4 separate regions of the Mus musculus genome follow, and regions 2, 3 and 4 are each linked to region 1. A link is a contact called in public ChIA-PET, Micro-C and promoter capture Hi-C data. All regions are on one chromosome and are shown on one strand. The core of a region is the stretch at or near the end of the contact, and the rest is flanking DNA. Distances in the headings are between cores, read along the strand shown.

Region 1 (3,418 bases), core at 603-3,102:
ACAGGAGCCTCACAGTAAGTTCGTATTACTCATGCATTCCAGGCTCATCCCGGGGGAAACCATTGAGCAGGTGGAACATTGGAGATTGAGGAGTTTACTCATTGGTTTAAAAAATGGGGCAGAGAGGGAAGTCTTGCTCACAAGTGTGCCTCACTCCAGGGAGTTCTCTCACAGAGGAAGTTCATGAGAGGCTGATAAAGGAGAGGAATGGGCATCGGTGTCAAGGAGTCCGAAGTCCGAGGCGTCTTTTCATGATACACATTTCCGTCATGGCCATTGGTTTGTTTTTAAGGTCATGAACGCTAAATAGTTTTATGCAAAACATTTCTCAAATGACCAACACGTGTATATAGAAAGACAGGAGGCCCTGACCCATATAGGTTAAGGCAAGGAAACATGCCGAGCCTTCTCAGTCCCTGTCACAGGACACTGGATACTCTGTGTGTGTGTCTAACAAATGTGAAAGTAGAGGTCATATGAGATGGAGAAGTTAAGTGGAAATTATGTAAAGTACACATCAACTTCTCAAAAGAAAAACTGAGAAAAGCTGTTTTCAAAAAAAAAACTTACCAGGTAACCGTTGGAAGAAGAGGCTATTTCCAACAAGATTACTGGGAAAACACTGTTGTCCAGTTGTACTGATTCCAGTTACTGATCTTTAAGCATAAAGTGAAACGAGAGTTCGCTTTCCTTGGCAATATCAGTTCTGTTGCTTGAGTTTGTTTTTGAGAGGGTCTACATAGCCCTGGCTGGAACACACTATGTAAAAACCAGGCTGGCCTCAGAGACCCTCCTGCCTCTGCTTCCTGAGTGCTGAGGTTTAAAGTATGAGTCACAACAACCAACTAAATAAAGCATTTAATAGGGCCAGTTATTTTACTGCTCAGCTTCGAAACCGCTGTGTACTGCCATCTGCTGAAGCTCGGATACTAGATAGTGTGAGGCAGAGGGGAGAATAGAAGGCTAGAAAACTGAAACCTCATTAACATGGCCTTTTGCAAAACAAAACTCATGCAGGTTTAGAAAAACTGAATGTGGTCTAGATCTAGGTAGATTTCCTGCCTAAGGGCACAGCTTCGCGCAAATGCAGTGGTCCAGGAATAGCTAATCAAAAGCCTTAATCTTACAGGTTCCCAGAATCCTCTAGCTATCAGCTGGAAAGGTGGGCAACAAGTTCGTAAAATAAACCCAATAAATAAAGAACGAACGCAAGACACAGCAGACATGGGAGCTGTCAAAATTCAACTTTTATTAACTCAGGGGTAGGGTGTCAGTCCAGGGAGCCCCAGGCTCCGCCGCTCAGCCGGTGATGCGCACGTCCGCGCGGCGCCGCAGCCGCCGAGCCCGGGCCGCCTCCGGTAGAATGGCCTGCAGCTGCTCCTGCACCAGCATCTCCACGATCTGCTCCTTGGTGCGGATGTCCGGCCGCAGCCACTGGCGGGACAGCTCCCGCAGCTGCCGGAAGGCTTCCCGGGGCCCGGCCGCGTCCTGGTAGCGAAACTGCCGGAAGCGCTGGCGAAAGGTCTCGGGGCCGGGCCGAGAGGCTCCGGGCCGCAGGGCGGCGTCAGCGTAGGGCGCCGTGTTCAAAGCTGCGGGCGCGCCGGGGAGCTCCGGGGCCGGGGAGCTCCCGGAATCGGGCGACGGGGCCGCACAGTCGCCGGCTCCTTCCTGCTGCTCGGGAGGCGCCGCGGGGCTTTGGGGGTCCTGGCTGGGCTGCGGCGCCGCCATGACTACGGCTGTTGGCGTCCCCCTTTGTTTCGCAGTCCGGCGCCTCGCCTGCGTCTGCACCGGAAGGAGGTAACAGAGGGCCGCTGAAGGGCAGGGCCCGGGCACCCCAGCGGGACGCGGACTCAGGACAGGCTGCGGGCAAGCCCAGCTTACCTCGACCCGCGAAGCTCCTCGGTGGCCGGAAATGAACCGATCCGCGAATCCGGAAGCCGCCTCCTCTACCAGTCACGTGAAGTTTGATCTGGGGAAGTCCGTAGACATCAGCTCTACTGACACTAAGGATGGCGGCACTGCAAGGTCCCCATTGGAGCCGGCGGACAAGTCGGACACGACAGAGTCGAAATCTGAGTCGGGATCGGATTCCAGATCAGAGGAAGACAAGGAGAGTCCGGCCTCGATTAAGGAGATAAAGGCGGAGACACCCCAACCGAAGGACCGCCCTGGCGTGCAGGTGACCTGCGCCTCCTAGGGTAGATGCTGGTCCCTACTTGACCAGGCAGGATCTGGGGGTAGCGCTGACAGTCCTGGGTAAAGGAGGGTGATGGTTGGCTAGGGGATTGTCGGAGCTTGGGCGGATGCCCTGGGTGGGACAGCGGGACAGGGGCTCCAATTACTTTTAAAAAGATCTCTCAAGCCCGTAATCCTAGAGCTAAAGGACACCTCCTGAGCTATAAATTGAGCTGAGAATCTCATTAAACACACACACACACACACACACACACACACACACACACACACACACACACACATATACTGTCGCCTGCATAGGTGCAATTGATTTCACTTTATTTTGAGAAGGACAAAGTATTTGGGCAAGAGTCTTCAGACTTTCCTGCCCCCAAACAAGTGCTCAGGGCTTCTTTGTCATTGTTTTTGCTTGTCCTCGAAAACCAAGAGAAAGAGATTCAGTGGGTACTACTTTAACTTTAAGATTAATAAGTGGGGGGCTGGAGAGATGGCTCAGTAGTTAAGAGCACTGACTCCTCTTCCAGAGGTCCTGAGTTCAATTCCCAGCAACCACATGGTGGCTTACATCTACAATGGGCTCTGATGCCCTCTTCTGGTGTGTCTGAAAAGAACAGCGGTGAATACATAAAATAAGTAAATACATCTTTGAAAAAAGTTTAATAAGTAAACTGTAATTAACGATGTCCCAGATGGTGGCCATTAGCTTCTTGTATTTACTGAATCTTTGAAAGGTAAATACCCCGAAATTGAGATGTATTAAAATGTAGAATTACGCATGTGTCTGTAGGAAAAGAAAAATATTTTGTATTTATTACATATTTGAGTATGTTATGTAATTTTGTATATATGGGGGTCAAATAAACTATATTATTAAATTTTACCTGTGTCTTTTTACTTTTAAAATACAACTACTTTGAAATTTTTAAATTACACATACAGTTTATAGTATATCTTTGTTGACTAGCTGCTGTCTAGAGTGTCGGAATCAGGTGTCAGGAAACATCTTTTCTTTGCTTTAACACCCCCAGCAATAAATAGTGCCTGCCTCACAGTTGTCAGGTGGAGTAAATCAAGCTCTGGAAAAGACAGAGCTTTCAGAGCTAGGGAGATGGAGCGGTTGGTAAGGATGCTTGGGATGATGGGATGAGATGAGCGTGGTACCCAAGCATTGTGAGTCCACAGCTCTGGGCAGCCCACGAAGTTCTAGGCTTCTATCCTCCTC
Region 2 (3,418 bases), core at 546-3,045, 490 kb before region 1:
AACGGTGGTATGAGGCGGCCATCAGGGTGCTAGTGGGTCACAGATACCAACTCTGACCTCTGAGCCTGCATGGGCTTTGCCCCTGCCCTGTGGTCTCTCGCCCTGTAGCACAGACAGAGACTCTTGATGCCCTGGGAGTTGTTGAGTAAAATCTCTTGTCCCAGAAGCACCTATGTGGGTCCACTGTGTCCCATCTCACCATTGTGTTCTTGCTCATTTTGGCCAAGGGCAGGCTCCCTGGGGCAGGCGGGGAACAACTGCAGAGATTTAGTGATTCATAGGTTTGTACAGCGTTTTATACTTTGCAAAGCACTTTATTAGCTCACAGCTGTCCACTCACATGAAACTCCTGTAGGCTCTGAGAGAGGCTGAGGGTAGCACTCATCTTACCCTCAGATGAAGCACAAGGAGGTCTTATTATCTGCCCCTGCCATCCAGGTGGCCCTGGCTGGGTCTTGTGTCCCCATCAGTGGGCCCTTCCAGGGTCCGAGAAAACTGTCTCTTCTAGTCCTCTCCTCTGGGCCTCCCTCCCCCAGTCCCCTGGTCCCTCTCCTCAGGTTGGTGCTCACTTCTTGAAAGCTCTAGGCCCCGCAGGCTCCCTGTTGGCTCCTGGCATTCCAAGGCCAGTTGCGAAAGAGCAGGGGATGGAGGCAGGCAGCCCAGGCTGCAGATGTGAGGGACACAGGGCCGGGCCCAGAGAGGGCTCAGCCTAGAGGCTTCCAATCTTGGATTCTTCTGCCTGCGGTCATCTGTTTGTCCATCAGCCCAGGTCAGAGCAGTCAGAGGGGCAAAGTACTAGAGCCCCCAGAGCTCAGCTTCCCCTCGGCCTGGGTGACATCACAGCATCTCAGTGTCGGTCACATTTTAAACTGATCAGCCTTTGTACAATGTTTTTTAAATCATTTCTAAATAAAACAGAAATACAGTGTTTTTTCCCCTGGGGTATGGGAACAAAGACCAGGGCATATGTGTGCCCGTAAGAAGTTTCAGGGAGAAAAGGGTACCCTGGGAGTGTACTTCTGCAGTTGCCTCGTGCATCTTCTAACCAGCAATCAATGTCCTGTCCTCCCCACCCCACCCCAACCCGTCACCCAGGAACCTCAGGAGTACGGGAGGGTCATTGTGGCAAGACTTCTCTGGAGACAGGGCACATGGGGCTATGGCCAGGCAGCAGCTCAGTTCTAGCGAGGGGGAAACCAGGATTCAACAGCATCAAGAGCCTGCCAGGACGCCTCATCTGATCCTGGCTCTTCCTCTTAAGGAAATCAGCCCAAGGACAGAGCTGAAAGGGGGCGTGGGAATGAGCTGGTTCGGGGGTCTGTCAAGTCTGAAGCTGAGGTGCAATTCTCTGAGGTGGCCCTGAGGGACTTTCAGTCTCCGCGATCTTTCTTGAATCTCTGCCCAGAGGGAGTAAGACAGGAAATCACAGGGTGAGGAGATAAAAGCCAGGCCAGGCCCAGGAGGGCATGAAGGCCAGGGGTGGCCGGGTCAGTACCAGGACGTGCAGGCGATTAGAAAGCGCACGTCGTCCAGTGGCCCCCACGGGCCAGGTTCCGGCTGAGGCTGCTGCGGACCCTGCGGCGCTGGAGGCTGGGGCTGCGCGGGCTCCGGGCCATCCTGGCCACCACTCAGGAGAGCGCCCATGGTCTGTAATAGAAGCCCATTTGGTACCATGCCAGAGCAAGTGTCACCCCACCCATCACCACCCTCTACCCGCGCGTGTCCTCACCTCAGGCAGTAAAGTGAAAGCAGAGCTGCACGGAAGCCGTCTGGCCTGGGAGGAGCAGCGTTATGACGCAGCCGAGACAGAGAAGGAAGGCCTTCGCACGCCAGGGGCGGGCCCCGTGAGCACGGGAAAGGCAGGGCCACTAGCCAACCACGCCCAGGGCCCAAGGCTCCGCCCCACTTAGAAGAAGGCCCTGCTAGAGCCACAGGAGGCGGCCTGGCTTCCCAAGGAGGCTACCCCATCTTCAAATTCAGGCAGGACCAGAATGCACTGCAGCTGAGTGCCTATGGCCTCACAAAGGCCCTGGCAGGGAGAAGAGCTGGGTGTCTCATTCTGAGGCCAGGGAGGGCCGAGAGGCTGGAGCTGGCTTGAAATGGAACCCAGAAGCCAGCACTACTTCCTCTTGTTCATCTCTTCTTTGAGGGGTGGGAGGGATCTCATTATGTATCCCTAGCTGTGCTAGAACTCAGTGTGTAGCCAGGCTGACTATGAACTGGAGATCCCCTCTGCCTCCGGGATTACTGGTGTGTTCCACCACCCCCTGCAGGTCTCCCATCCTGTTGAGGGAAAACACTGCATGTCATCCCACCCAACTTCCCCACAACCCAGGAACTGCTGTAGAAGGAGGTGTTGCAAACTGAGGCCACACACACACACACACAGCACACTGAGGATGGTGGGAGGCAGTCCTTTAATGGGGTGGGGCACAAGATAGCAGAACTTTCATCCAAGAGCCACAAGAACTGAAAGCCAGCATGACAGGGCAGGCTTTCCAGTAACAATTGTCAAGAGATGGCACAGGTGAAGGGTTGGGCAATCAATTCAGCTCTACCGAGCTCTGCCATGCCCCACTGCCAGCATCTGGTACAGACTAGCTCAGGCATGGAAAATGAGCCAAAGTCCAGAGGCAGGAGCCCACACGGCAGCATGGACGGTGACTCATGTGAGGCTGCAGAGAGAGGAATGGATTACATATCAGGAGCTGTTTTACAAGGTACACGTGGCCCCACCCTAGACCTGTTCTAGTTCAGTCCTTGAAAAGCCACACTTGGAACCCCACCTGTTCCAGGGTTCCAGACTGACTATATCCTGTGTAAGATCAAGCCTAAAACTCCCCACGTTTGAGACAGGAGCAAGGAAAAGTCAGTGAGAGCAGGATGTGCCCAGACCAAGCCTCTCAGAGACCAGGCCAAGGCCAAAACTGCCTTCCTTTTCCAGAACTCTTCATTACTGCTGATACAAAAAGTCACAAATACTAGACTGAAAAACAGACGTGCTCTCTCTAAGGATTAAGTGGATCACTGGTATTGGAGGAAGTAATCATTCATGATACTGAAACCGAGGTGCTCACTGTGTGCAGCATGCACAGGCTCGTGTCAGCTCTTTCCTCGGCTGCTTCTTCACTTTCCTTTTTGAGTCAGGGTCTCTCACTGAGCCTGGAGCTCACCATGGCTGCTAGGTGGACAGCCAATGAGCCCAACGCTGGAATGACAGACATGTGCCACCAAGCTCAGCTTTTATGTGGTGTGGGAATCTTAACCAAGTCAGTCCTCACTGCTTTGTACAGCGAGCGTTTTACCCACTAGACCGTCTCCCATATCAACCTGATATCTTCCCCGTAAAATCCATGAACACCTCAAAACAAGTCAAAAAACCCAAAGGAAACAACAGTCTTTCCTTCTCTTCCAAGTC
Region 3 (3,418 bases), core at 409-2,908, 380 kb before region 1:
ATAGTTTTTATGGATGCTATCAGCAAAGAAATGAACCTGTAACAATCCCTACAACGCTGAGGAACTAGAAATCTAAGAGAGCTGTCCGAGAATCGCCACGGTAAATCCAGGTGTTCACTTCAGTCTCTGGCCCAATCTGCTCTTTCTCCCACCAAAGTATCTGTCTTTAAAAATAATGTAGGGCTCAGCAGTAAACTCCTTACCTAGCATGCATAATAATTAACCCTCACTACACACACACACACACACACACACACACACACACACACACGAGCCGCTGCACATGTGCACACATAAATAATTTACAACAGGCCAGTGACCATTTTCCCCAGTCACCCTCAGAGCTCAATTCCACTTCTGCCTTAGTTAGCATCTGTAATTACTCCAGCAAATGAACCACTCTCTGGGTAACAGGCACATGCCTCTCAAACAAAACCTCTTGAGCAGCAACTGAAGAAGCAGTCTGCCAGGATGGCAAGGAATCTAAGTAGAATGCAGAGTGAACTGATGCAAAACACATGGACAACGCAAAAGACAGCCAGAGGCAGGAGTAATGTCTGCTATGTAAAACAGTGCCCTTGACCAAGTTCTGTAAATGCCTGACTTAAATTACAAACTGCCCATGTCTTCATGAGTAGGGACCAATTCCACTCTGTCATTTTCTTAACCCGTCCTAGAAGTCAGTAGTGACTCTAAAGAGGATTTAAGACCAGAGGATTTAAGACCAAATCTCAGGTGGGAATTGAACAGAGCTCCCCACGAGACTTAGAACCAGTCTAGAAGTCTTTCCTTCCTTCATTCAACAAGTGTTAGGTTGGGCCAAATACGCTGGGCAAAGAGAAAGCCACGGGGCAGTTTCTCCTGCAGCTTTTGCTCTAATAACTTGTGCATTCCACTGAACTATACAAGTAAAAATTCATTTAAAGTTTCTACAACAAACTAAACCTCAGAATCCAAAGGGGCCTGTAACAGAGAAATGTCCTTATTTTTCACATGGACCAGGGACCATCCAGTATCTTACTCAAGGTCACACTGCACAGTGACAGTCATGGACTGGACCCACCTCCCCCGGTCTTCCCCGCAACCCCCTATTCCAGTCAGTGCCCCACGTGTTTTTATCCTGAAGAACGATCCTCATTACATAAAGATCCGAGGCCACTACCTTCTAAAAAGGTGGAGTCAAGGCCAAAACAGGGGTAAGGAGAAGTGGAAAGGTGCTTCAGTTTCCCTGGGGAAAGGCGACCACGCAAAGGAGCTACAGCACAGGCTCCCCCATTTCTCCCCAGCTCCTCCCGCCCCGCCCTCTCCAAGCCCAACCTGGAGACGCGCGTGCGTCTCTAGAAAAGTACTCCTGCACTCACAAGGACTCGCACCAGCAACGCCATGTTCCTCCACAATCATTTCCGGGTGAAAGGTGGGCTTCCGGAATCCCGATTGTCACCACCCACTCAGCCGCTGTCCCCTTGCTAAAGGTAGTCAGGCTCTGGAGGCGGCGCAGGCGTAGTTTTCGCAACTGCGCACCCGCGGTTTTCCTGCCGTGGATCTGAATGAGGTTCCAGGACGCGAGACTCCTCGCCGGTCTTAAGTCGCTGCTGCGCGTCACAAGGGCTCACGTTCTTCCTCTACACACACCCCGGCCTGGCCTCTCACATCCCTCTCATCCTTCCGTTAACCCCTAACAGCCATTTCTTTCCTGACTCCGCCCCCAGGAGACCACAAGGCTCAGACTTCCCAATAGTTAAAAAAGAGGCCTGGGAGTCTGAGAACCTAAGGGCACAGTCCTGGAAAGCCAGAAAAGGAGGTGGTCAAGTACTGACCTGACGCTCGACAGAAGAGGAGCTTGAGGCTCGTGCTTGGCTGTAACACATCTTTGAATACTGACTGATAGGAAAGACTTAGTAAAGGAAGGCCAAGCATTGTGGCACACGCCTTTAACCCCAGTACTCAAGAGGCACAGACAGGCTGATCTCTGAGTTAGAAGACAGCCTTGTCCACAGAGTGAGTTCCAGGACAGCCAGGAGAAACCCTTGGCTCCAAAACAAAACAAACAAACAAACAAAGCAAAATTAGTAATTGAGGAGAAAGAAGGATGCGAGGAGTTGTCTGTGGCAATGGGCAAGTAGATTGTCTCAGTCAAAGAACGCTTACATCCCATGAGAAGTGGACAAGAGAAGACATTGCTGCTTCAGTGACTGACCAGGAGCCAGAGCTTAGAGGCTGAAGCACTTCCTGTCCACCAGTCAATAAAGACCTACTGAGTATTCAGTGTTCATTTAGCCTGCACTGGATACCAAAAAGGTGTGGACAACGCTGAGGAGCTTGTGAGTTAGTGGGGCAAGTACCGGTAGCGTAGGTCTGGGCAGACAACTCGTAAAAAAACAAAAACAAAAAAACCAACCAAACAAAAAAACACCTGATATGAAGGAAACAATAAATAGCTAATAAAAACAATATGGGTGATTACTTGGCCAGCTTAGCAGGATAAAGCCTATAGGAGAAACTGAGAGGTAAAGTGGGATTCAGGGTGATCTTTTGCCCCCTTCTTTCTCCCTTTTAAATAAAATTTGATGTAGCCCAGGCTGACCTCAGGCTCTATGTAGCTGAGGCTAGCCTTGAAATGCATTCATCTCCTGAGTGCCTATGATACTATGTCCAGCCTCTCAATTTTGGTTTGGTTTGGTTTGGTTTGCCTCTGTCTCCCAACTGCTACCACACCTGGCAAAATTCTGTATATTTATCGAGTTTCTGGTTTTTAAATGTTTGCGTGTGAAATGACTAAATTAACCTTGTGACAGAGTAAGACAATGGAGCAATTCCTCCGTCTTGTATTCTTGCTGAGGCCATTTCAGGTTTAATTAGAATTTGATCTCCTTGATGGAGACTCCTGTGGGAAATTACCCAACTCTATTCTAGGAACCCAAGGTCAGGATGCCCTAGTTAACCTGTCTTGGCTCCTGCTTGTGCCAACCTCCCCCTCCAGCTAACTGCTTACCCCAGCTTCTGTTAAACTGCTTGCTTATGTGAGGGACCCCTGCAGCTGCTGAGGAAATGCCAGGAAATGGGTTCTGCCTAAAAAAAAGAAAAGAAAAAAAAAAAAAAAAAAAAAAACATGCTCTGGGCTAGAAAGATGGCTCAGTGGTTAGGAGCACTGACTGCCTGAGTTGAATTCCCAGTAAACATGTGGTAGCTCACAACCATCTGTAATGGAATCTGATGCCCTCTTCTGGTGCTTTGAAGACAAGTACAGTGTACTCATATACATATAATGAATAATTCTTTAAAAGAAAGAAAGAAAGAAAGAAAGAAAGAAAGAAAGAAAGAAAGAAAGAAAGAAAGAAAGAAAGAAAGAAAGAAAGAAAGAAAGAAAGAAAGAAAGAAAAGAAAGGAAGAAAGAAAGAAAAGTAATTCGAAAAATAAA
Region 4 (3,418 bases), core at 353-2,852, 300 kb after region 1:
TGGCTCTGTGACCCGTCCTAACAGATGTTTGAGGCTTGTGGCATGGGGACAGCCTTCTGTGGTCACTGTTTTACCCGGCTCCAGACAAACGGCTGTTTAGACTGTGATCAGCTTTTCACTTATAGTCAGTGCTGCTGTAAAGCCTCGGTGAACAAGGCCCTGAAACCCTTTTCTGAGGCCGGTCGACACCTGCTCATTTTAGCCAGCTACACAGTGCAAGGCCACTGTTCAGCCCTGCCAGAGGCTTCCGAATCCATAGAGGTCTTCTTAGCTACCCAAGGGAAGGGACCTTGTTCCTCTCCAGTGACAGCTGCCTGAACCTACAGTCCCTCCTCTCCTGCCCTTCACCCTCCTCTAGGACTCCAAACTGACCTTTCCTCTGCCTATCTTAGCCAGGAAGCCAATTCCTGCAGCATGGGTCATGGCAGATCTCCTCTGGGCCAGTAGCTGTAGTTGGTGGGAGTCCAAACAGCACAAACCCTGGGAGAAAGGGAAGGTTGGTTGTTTTTTTTTTTTTTTTTTTTTTTTTTTTTTGAAGGGAGGCATGGGTGGGCCAGTAGTGTGAGAAGCTGGTACATGAAATTGCTCTGGGTCTTGAGGGATGAGTAGGAGTTTGTCACTGAGAGATGGTGGGAGGGCATTGCAGGCTCAGGCAAGAGGAGAGGCTAGGACTAGAATAGTGGGGTAGAGATGTGAGGAGGGTGGGCAGGCAGTGGAAGAGAAGAAAGAGGCCTGGAGGAGCCTCAGTTGCATACCTAGTATTCTCCAGGGACAGCTGTGTGGGAGCCAGGGGAGGAGGCACATCCATTTGACACCTATTGAATGCCATGATCCAGTACGAAGAGCTTACCTCTATTCTTTATCTCTTCGGTTTCTTAAGGAGGTAGATGCTTATGTGGTCCCGATTGTGCGGGTAGAAAAACGAGCTCAGGGAGAAGCACGGACTATGGTCCGTGATCACAGAGCCCCCGTGAGAGGGAGGACAGGTGCCCGGCCACGAATTCCAGAGATGCGTTAGCCAGCCAGGTACTGCTGCCCAAAACAAGGGTTCTCCAGGAAGCGGGTCACCGGGAGGGGGCACCCGATCCTAGAGGCAAGAACCCTAACGGGAGAAAGAGGGGTGAGAAGAAGCCTGACTCCCGCAGCGAGACCCAGACCAGCCGCATCTTTCCCGTGCCTCAGTTTTCCTACCCCACAGTGAACGCAGCCAAAACACCTTCCTGCCGACCCACTCAATAACCCAGGTTTCCAAGTTCGCGCGCCACCGCGGCCAGCGCTGTGTAACCTCGCTCCGGTAGTCTGCCCTCTCTGGACGATCGGTCGCAGATTCCCAAGCGCTCTTTCCGCTACACACCCAGCGTCCGCAGCCGCGGTGCCCCTCCCCTCCCCTTCCCTTCCCCGGGCGGGCGGCGGGGGTGGCGCGCCGGGCCCCGAGCGGCCCCCGCGGTCCCCCGCAGCCCCGGGCCCCCGGCCTGATCCGCGCCTGGTTTTGGGCGCAGCCGCGCGGCCCCCTCCCCCGCGCGCGTCTCCCCGCCCCCCGCCCCCTCCCCGCCGCTCTCGGGGAGCCGGGGCCGCGCGGCTCCTCCTCCCGCAGCCGCATCTGGGGCGCCGCGCCGGCCGGAGGAGAGGCATGGGGCGCCCGCGGGCCGGGGCCGGGGCCGGGGCCTAGGCGAGCGAAGCTTAGAGCGAGCGGAACGAGCGAGCGAGCGGAGCGGGCGCAGCGCAGAGGCCGAGTGGACCGAGGCGGTCGAGCGCAGGGCGCAGGTGAGCGCGCGGGGGTGGCACGCGTCAAGACCCTCCTCCGAGGCTAGATCGGGGGCAGCCCCCAGCCGCGGGCAGACCCCGGGACAGATGCGCTCAGCGACGGGGTCTCCCGGATCCTCTGACGGGCAGTGGCGCCCGGGCCTGGGGACCGACGCGGGCCGGCCCCTCCGATGCTGTCGGCCCTTCCCTGGCCGGGGCGCAGGAGCGGTTCCCGGCCCTCCATCCGCAGGCGGCTGGCAGCGGCAGCCCCCTCCCAGCCGCGTGTCCGGGCGGCCGGGGCTTCCTTGCCTTCAGCCTGCCGCACGCTCGTACTCCCTTCCCGGGATCTCCCCGGGACCGGGCATCCGGGGAGGGGGCGGGCGACCCCGCGCCGCATCGCCCCCGGAGCGCTCGTCTGCCCGGGAGGGGCCGAGCGACCCTGGCACCTGGGCTGTGGGGGGGCCGCTCACATGGCCACGGGAGGCCCCCACGTGCGGCGCCCCGCGGGAACGGGGGTTCGCGTACAGAGCGGGTGGAGGATAGACCAGGTGGCTGCGGAGGCCAGCTGGGTCCAGATGTGCAGGGCCTGCTGGGAGGGGACATGTGCTACCTGGGCAAGTGATGGTCCCTGGGCCTCCTTGGGCAGAGCTTGCCTTGTCGGATTCCCCATCCAGCCCTTCATCCATCTCCTTTCTCGCGTTCTTCTATGCTGCCTGTGTTGCGGAAAGGGCTGTCACCGACTGTTGATGTTGTGGGGGAAAATGAAATGGGGGAAGGGTGGTGGGTAGGTGGGTGGGTGAAGGCCAGTTGTGGCGGAGATACCCAAAGGATGGGGAACCTTACGCTTGGAGGACTGTGCTGATGGGGGGGGGGGGAATGTCCCAGCACCTCCACCTGCTTGGAAGTAGAAAATGCAGAGGGGGAGGGGGCTGCAGTCCCCAGCCCTAAGGAGGCTGGACTGCCCCGCCTCTACTCTTGGCACCTCCTGTGCGGTGGGGGAGGGTCCGGTCCCTCTGCCTCTGTGGCTTCACCAGACAGGACCATGTCAGAATGCCTGTTGGAGGAGTCTGTGGAATTCTTCCCTCAGGTGGCTACCTCTCTCCCCTTCCTCTGGTATAGAAAACTGTGGGCTGCCTGGGCCAAGGGTGGTCCGAGGGGCCTGAGCCAGACTGTTAAGGACAGCGGGACTGGGTGGGGCCGCAGAGCTGGCTTCCGGGCTGATAGCCGAGGCTCGGGTTGGGGGGCCATCCTCCCCCTCAGCTGGGCTTCAGCGACTGCTCAACAAGCTCCGAGTATGTTCCCAGTAGCTTCTGACGATGCTGTCTGTGCACGTGGGGCAGGCGTGTGTGCCTGTGTCTGTATTGGGGTTGGGGTGGGATAGAGTGTGTGGGTTCTCCGGAAGCTGGGCAATGCCCGGTGTGCCTGTGAGTGGTGTCCGCGAAGCCCTCGTCCATTTAGGCCAGGTGGAGCTAGGCTGGGCACTGGAGAGGTAGGTGGGCAGGGCCCCGAGTCAAGAGAAAGTGTGGGGTAGGCAGGGCCTGATGACTGACTTACAGAACCCGGTACCCAGGACTATCCTGCTGGTGTCAGCCAGAGATGAGCTGCAGGTTTGAGGGCTGTGCCCCGGGCCGGCGCACGGCTGCTTGGCAGCCGAACTTGCTGTTTTGAAGGAAGG

What was found. Promoter capture Hi-C pulls out the DNA fragments that hold promoters and counts their contacts. Hi-C and Micro-C count contacts between places; a contact is called where the count stands out from the background. ChIA-PET counts read pairs in DNA pulled down with a chosen protein or histone mark.
Region 2: a contact with region 1 is called in a promoter capture Hi-C map of 3T3-L1-derived adipocytes, with 4 times the contacts expected there. The contact joins the promoter of BC029722 here to the promoter of Cnbd2 in region 1. A contact is called at or near these places in 21 of 39 promoter capture datasets (the 3T3-L1 cell line, 3T3-L1-derived adipocytes, the C10 cell line and 15 more), 1 of 484 Hi-C or Micro-C datasets (CD8 T cells), 7 of 115 datasets of contacts at active chromatin or transcription factors (bone marrow-derived macrophages, effector CD8 T cells, embryonic stem cells and 4 more) and 2 of 9 other capture datasets (adipose tissue and liver).
Region 3: an RNA polymerase II ChIA-PET map of memory CD8 T cells shows a contact between it and region 1, with 11 read pairs. The contact joins the promoter of Uqcc1 here to the promoter of Cnbd2 in region 1. A contact is called at or near these places in 4 of 39 promoter capture datasets (the C10 cell line, liver and pre-B cells), 2 of 115 datasets of contacts at active chromatin or transcription factors (effector CD8 T cells and memory CD8 T cells) and 1 of 9 other capture datasets (adipose tissue).
Region 4: a Micro-C map of embryonic stem cells shows a contact between it and region 1, with 3 times the contacts expected there. The contact joins the promoter of Dlgap4 here to the promoter of Cnbd2 in region 1. A contact is called at or near these places in 3 of 39 promoter capture datasets (hippocampal neurons, liver and stem cell-derived epiblast-like cells), 1 of 484 Hi-C or Micro-C datasets (embryonic stem cells) and 1 of 115 datasets of contacts at active chromatin or transcription factors (embryonic stem cells).

Annotation. Positions count from the first base shown.
Region 1 is chr2:156,310,621-156,314,038 of GRCm38.p6, forward strand. It overlaps Cnbd2 (cyclic nucleotide binding domain containing 2), which reads left to right and starts at 1,853. Exons shown (of 13, transcript NM_027585.2): 1 at 1,853-2,179. The coding sequence starts at 1,913. Scand1 (SCAN domain-containing 1) reads right to left here and starts at 2,084. Exons shown (of 2, transcript NM_020255.3): 1 at 1,882-2,084; 2 at 1,226-1,782. The coding sequence starts at 1,728. The coding sequence ends at 1,300.
Region 2 is chr2:155,817,437-155,820,854 of GRCm38.p6, forward strand. It overlaps BC029722 (cDNA sequence BC029722), which reads right to left and starts at 1,796. Exons shown (of 2, transcript NM_001384169.1): 1 at 1,730-1,796; 2 at 294-1,647. The coding sequence starts at 1,644. The coding sequence ends at 1,489. Mmp24 (matrix metallopeptidase 24) reads left to right here. Exons shown (of 9, transcript NM_010808.4): 9 at 1-930. Eif6 (eukaryotic translation initiation factor 6) reads right to left here. Exons shown (of 6, transcript NM_010579.2): 6 at 2,401-2,675. The coding sequence ends at 2,666.
Region 3 is chr2:155,928,652-155,932,069 of GRCm38.p6, forward strand. Uqcc1 (ubiquinol-cytochrome c reductase complex assembly factor 1) reads right to left here and starts at 1,659. Exons shown (of 10, transcript NM_018888.4): 1 at 1,362-1,659. The coding sequence starts at 1,385.
Region 4 is chr2:156,612,095-156,615,512 of GRCm38.p6, forward strand. Dlgap4 (DLG associated protein 4) reads left to right here and starts at 1,603. Exons shown (of 13, transcript NM_146128.6): 1 at 1,603-1,764. It overlaps Gm14169 (predicted gene 14169), which reads right to left and starts at 1,328. Exons shown (of 4, transcript NR_040372.1): 1 at 1,192-1,328; 2 at 851-1,102; 3 at 373-480.